Regions from separate parts of the Sus scrofa genome. Here region 1 is linked to region 2. The links are chromatin contacts, called in public Hi-C maps. All regions are on one chromosome and are shown on one strand. The core of a region is the stretch at or near the end of the contact, and the rest is flanking DNA. Distances in the headings are between cores, read along the strand shown.

What was found. Hi-C and Micro-C count contacts between places; a contact is called where the count stands out from the background.
Region 1: a Hi-C map of liver shows a contact between it and region 2, with 5 times the contacts expected there. The contact joins the promoter of ASXL2 here to the promoter of RAB10 in region 2. A contact is called at or near these places in 1 of 5 promoter capture datasets (liver), 4 of 47 Hi-C or Micro-C datasets (heart right ventricle, liver and skeletal muscle) and 1 of 2 datasets of contacts at active chromatin or transcription factors (alveolar macrophages).

What each region holds. Positions count from the first base shown.
Region 1 is chr3:113,043,217-113,046,168 of Sscrofa11.1, reverse strand. ASXL2 (putative Polycomb group protein ASXL2) reads right to left here and starts at 1,381. Exons shown (of 13, transcript XM_021087739.1): 1 at 922-1,381. The coding sequence starts at 1,257.
Region 2 is chr3:112,922,573-112,925,462 of Sscrofa11.1, reverse strand. It overlaps RAB10 (RAB10, member RAS oncogene family), which reads left to right and starts at 1,275. Exons shown (of 6, transcript NM_001243060.1): 1 at 1,275-1,932. The coding sequence starts at 1,806.

The DNA of each region.
Region 1 (2,952 bases), core at 132-2,631, 120 kb before region 2:
AAGATGGAATGAACCTGACTTTCTCTAAACGTTTCATTTCTACATACATGCACGCTTTTAAATTTTTTCATGAAACAAAACTTCTCACTCATCCTCAATATTCTATTTTTTAAAACCTACTTCTAAACTTCACAATAATAAATTTAGAAAAGGGGGAAAGAAGGATGGTTTTATCCACTACAACTTCGTGAGGCCATCGCTTTAGCTACGGAAAAGTCAAGGCTCAGTAAACTACACGTCCCACCATGCTTTGCTGCCTTGTTCAGAGTAGGTCTCTACGGAAACAGAAAAAAAAAAAAAAAAAAAATTCTACAAGTCCCACCTGTTACTTCGTTTCTAAACACCTCCAGCACTTTCAGCTGCAACAGCAAACATAAAACAAGAGCCTCGTGACCTCCGGCCGGATCCGGGAGCCCAGACAAGCAAGGGGCCCGGGGTCAGGCGGCAGATCTGCTACAGCGGGTGGGTTCTACCCAGCGCCAGCGCTCCCCTCTTCTTTCCGGGGCTGGGTGCACGCACAAGCCTTCTCCTATCTGCATCCAATGGGGGCTCTTCAGCCGCAAAAGGGAGAAGAACCGGTTACTGTGCAAGCACAACAGACTTCCCCATGCCGGGGCGGGGGCTACCACGGAGTCGGGGTGAGAGCGTCGCGACCCAGAGAGCAGCTTCAAAACACCAAGAGGATTCGTCGCAGAGCAGGGAGAAGCCACAGCCCCGTGGCGACCCTCTTCCGCTGGCGCCTCCATTCCCACAGGGACCACAAACCCGACACTAACCGCCGCCCTCGCCGCGCGGTTTTTTGCCCCCTCAGTCGAGTGGCAGGACCATTGACCCCCCCACCCCGCGCCGCTTCCCCTGCGACCGGTGGGCGGAGAAGGAACGAAAACCTCCTGGCTTTCCACTCCGCTCCCTCCTCCTTACCGTCTTGGCGGCCTCCGCCCAGGTCCTGCCCTTCTTCCTACGGCCCTTTTCCCTCATGTCGGGTCTTGAACTGACTGGGAGGCTCCCGTGTCCGGGCTCCAGCCGCCCTCCCTGCCTGCTCTGCCCTGCGCTGTTTTTCCCGCGGTGCCGGGAAAGGTGGGAGAAAGGGGAAGTCAGGCCAGAGGAGCACCCAAGCAGAGGAAGCGGCGGCGGTGGTGCGCGGGGTGGGGGTGGGGGGGGGAAATCTATGAAGCGGCCGGTCCTCCTGCTGCCGTTGCCACTGCTACCGCCGCTGCCATATTGGGTCCTTACTGTACAGGCAGCCGCTACGGTCATGTGACCGCTCCCGCGCGGCCGTCACTACTGTACGCAGCCGGCCGCGCGAGCGAGCGCGCGCGCGCTCCCGCCACCTGCGCCGGGCTGCGGAGAGAGCGAGCCAGCAGTGCCCGGCGCCTAGCCACGCCCCCGCCCTTCCGCTCTCCGCCTCTCCTCGCGAGCTTGCGCAAAGGGAAGGACCGACGCTGCGCTGCGTCGGGCGTCCTGCGCTTACGCCTACAGCAAAAACCTGCGGAAGCGGAACTTGATCCGTCCCGGAAGGTTTATTGAGCGGATTCTGACCGCGTTGGGAGGGCGTTACGGTGACTTTATAGACATAATCCTGGGGAGAACCGTGCTCTTCCTTCTAGGAGCAACCCTCCCAAGTATCACTTTCAATGAGCCTCGAAGTTGCGTTTTTTTGTCTATGTTCATTTTCATAAAGGCTCTCTTTTTGAAGGTTTGCAGTAATTCTAGCCTATCTGTTTATGCCATCTGATAGATGAAGCAATTTGAGTTTGAGTGACTTGCTAAACTCACGAGTCTGGAATGCGGTGAAACCAAAAATCAAATTACCGCCTCAGAGTCCTTTCTGTCTCCCCAGAGTGCCTCTCAAACTTAGGTGACCTTTATTTTAAGGCCACCAATAACTACATTCACACTTTTACTTGTGAATGTCTCATCAAGGACACAAATGGTGTCTTTTTTATCTGGGTGAGTTCAGTCCCTGGCACAGTGCCTGTACATATCAGGCGCCCAGTAAATATTTGCTGAATGATTCAGCTGTAGCTGTAGTCAGAAACCATTATTTGTAATGACCTTAACTGCCTCCTGAAAGATACAGAATGTGGCATCTTCCATCGAAATGTCCTTGTCTTGATACTTTGCAAAAAGGGCAGTAATGCCTACTAATCTCCCAAGTCCACCTGCTTCCAGAAGCTGCTTCCGGTCTACTAAATTTACTATGTTCTAAAATAAGACTGAGAGTTGGGCTGCCTCTTGGGAGAAAAGACAGTTGAGAACAATACTTATCTTGGAGTCCAAGGATGCGTTTCAGAAGCTCATGGCCCCTCTAAAATTATGGAAAGTATTTTGTATGTGTTAGTTGTGTATTTTTTGAGAAGAGGATTCATAACATTTCGTCATTTTTTTAAAGGAGTCTTTTACACACGTACACAAGTCTTAAGAGGGCGTCTGAGAGGGCTTCTGGAAACTTCTTTATCTTTCCCCTTCAACCATTGACAGTCAAACAGCCCCATATCAGCAATTGATACGGTCATGTTTTCACCAATTTCTTTAGTGATAGCATGATCCGTAACACTCAAGGGATGTACCGTCTCCCTCTAAAGCCTAGGTCTATAGTCTGTTCAAGAAGCAGCTCTCCATTCCTAGCCATTGCCTGGGACTTGTCATCTAGCCCTGTTGCCTGAGAATTTTACCTCAGCTTGTTTTCAGATCTTGCTAGGACAGATTTTCCCGCTGTCCTTACTTTGCTTTTCTGGAGCTCCATTCCCAGATTTTAATTTCAAGGGTAGGGGTTGTGGTAATGCAGTTCCTACTTGTTAAACTTCAACAGATCTGGATAATTTTGTTGTTATTATTATTAATAATAATGAATTATAATTCCCCAGAGACTATGTTTGTTCTAGTGTGTATTGATTCAATTTGTTATGCCTATTTGCCTCTCTCACATCATTTTCATTCAGTTCTGGATTT
Region 2 (2,890 bases), core at 26-2,525:
TCCAATTCACCCCCTTGCCTGGGAACTGCCATATGCTGCAGATGCAGCCCTAAAAAGATTAATAAATACACATTTTGCTGGTGGGGGGTGGGTTGTAAAAATGCAGTTTTTACTTCTCTCTATCTCTGTTTCTTGCTTTCAAGATGTCTCAGGGTTTTCTCCTGCAGCAGGCTGAACCAGCCCACCAAGTTCGACTACTCTGCCATCACACCCTAGGTGTGTTTTAGAGCCACAAAGCACCCAGAAAAAAGGTAGGGCAGGAGTATGAATATTTAAACTACAGAAAGTAATATTTAAACTACCTGAGGCTGAGGAGAGGGAAGAAAGGGTGTTAGCCATAAGAAATGATAGTCAAGGAAGAGGCAGCTTGGGGTTGGGGTTGGCTTCACTATCCTTCAGTTTGGGACGCTGGTGGTTCAATTCCGGCCGAAGGGAAGGGTCCCGCTTCCGTATAGTGCTCTTGGGCCGTCCTTACTCCGAAAGGTGGCTAAAGTTCTGGAGCTGGTTCTCCATGTAGAGCACAGCACCGAGGCTTCCACTTGGCGGGAGGTGCTCCCAACGCCCAGGTGATCCTCGGCCCTCTGTTCCTCGCCCTAGAAGGCAGATTACATCATCCCAGCTTGAGCAGCGCGGCCAGTTTTTTCCATTTCAAACTCCTGGTATCTTGAACGCCAACTCTTGCTCCTTAAGCAAACCGGGATGGAGCCGTAATGTTTCCCAGGCCATGACTAGCCACGAGGGACGGCACTCCTGAATGCGCCTCATTTTAGCTTAGAGGCTATTAAATGACCCAGGGCGCTGCTTTTTCTAGCATATACGGGCTATGGCTACACAGGAACACATGGCCACCCAAGCCGGTGGCTGCCCCAAGACTCTCAGCTCAACACACGCGTCAAGCGCGGCGAAAAGCATCCTCCGCTCAGCCGGGAGGGCGATCCCGGGAGGAAAACGGGGGGAAGTCAAGGGGCTACTCCAGCGTGCCGCGCCTGCGCAGTCACTAGGCAGCGCCTCCCCGCGGGGCGTGCTCACAACGCCGCGCACCCTATCAGGCGGCCACAGGGAGCGCGCCCGCGGCCTCGCCCTCTCTCGCCCCTCCTCTCTCTCGTCTCCGCCCGGCCTTAGACCGAGGCCCAGAGAGCTGGAGCTTCACTCTCCGCCCCCGCGTGCCCCCATACCCCCTGGCGCGCGTGCGCAGAGGCGGGCCGCAGAGTGAGGGCGCGAGGAGAGGGCGGGCGTACGTCCTTGCGTGCGTCTCAGGCAGCGCGCACGCCGGCGTGAGAGGGCACGGGGAAAAGGTGGCTCTGGCCGGGGCGGCTCGGCTTCCTGTGGCTATGTAGCTGAGCTTGTCGGCTCCGGGTCCTCCTTCGCTGCCGTCGCCGCGCCCTAGCGCGGAGCTGCTGCTGCTGCTCGAGAGAGAGAGAGAGAGAGACAGACAGACTGTCCTCACGCCTGCCGCGCTCCCTCGACGGCCGAGCTTGCTCTCTAGCCCGTGGGAGCGTCCCGGCCGAGCAGCCCTGAGGGGGGAGGGGAGGCCATTTTGTCCCGACCGACTCCCCGGAACCGGGCGGAGCGGCTGGGAGAGGCTGCGGAGCCGTGGTCGCCGCCCTCGAAGGCACCGGACGCCGCCACCGTCGAGGCTTCCTCGACGAAGCCGTTCCTAGGTCGCCCGCGCCCTCTCGAGCCCTCCTTTTTCCCACGCCTCCCCGGTCCTCCGGCCTGAGAACGCCTGAGCGAGGAGTTGTCCGTAGTGAGAGGGACTGATCCCTTGGGGCCGCCGGCGGCGAGAGCCTGAGCCGCTCCTCCCAATGGCGAAGAAGACGTACGACCTGCTTTTCAAGCTGCTCCTGATCGGGGACTCGGGAGTGGGGAAGACCTGCGTCCTTTTTCGTTTTTCGGATGATGCCTTCAACACCACCTTTATTTCCACCATAGGTAAGACCTGTGGGAGGATGGCGTACGGTCTCTGCAGCTGCAAACCGTTTCTTTAACTCCAGACATCTTGCTTCGCGTAATATACGCCTTTGTTTCAGTGATTCCGATTCCAAGCGACAGACCCAAGTTACTGTTTGAAAGCCTCGAGCTTTCTGGGGCGGGGTCTTCCCATGCTCTCCATCGGTTCTTTTCCTTTCAGGTCTCCCACTCTGCTCAGTGACTGCTGTTACAAAATATGCAGCATTAACAACGTTCCAGAACCCTGTTTCTTTAAACGACTGGGTTGGCTTTTTCCATGTTTGTGTGGCGTTACTAGATGTACGATATTTGTAAGGGATTTATTTTGATGGCTGGGAGTGAAGCAGTAGGAGTCATTTGGCAAAGGCCTTAATTCATATACTTGAGGGCAAAGAGAAGATTCCATATGGTCATAACTTAGAGTAAACTTAAGGGTTTGTGTGAGGAATAATTAAAGCAAATTAGAAAGGAAAAGCGAGTTGCCCCGCGTTGACTAATCCATTGATGTGTCAAACAATCGGAGGCTCTTCGTGCTTGGGGTGGGACTCTATTGGTATGTTGGCTCACAGTGCTTTTTGAGACATCAACAGAAGCGGTAAGCAAATGGAAGCTGATCAGTTTCTGTCCTCGATTCTGAAAGAATGAAGTTCTCCCTTCTTTTTTACACTGGAATTTACAGGGAATTGTTTGCCAGTCATAGCTTTAGGACTTCTAATGTACTTCCACCTCATGTTTCAGAATTATTTATTGTGAAAGTAAGAGCTAAAGATTGACCTTTTAAGTCGGTTTCCCCTTTGAGAAGAGAGAAGCCTGTAGGAAAGTCCCTTTTGATTTTGCTAAGAAAATTTAGTGGCATTAAAATCAATTTTGTTAAAAGAGTTGTATGTGAACCCCCCCCAATACCTTAAAGGGCACGTAGTTGTCTCTGTCAGTTGGGGCC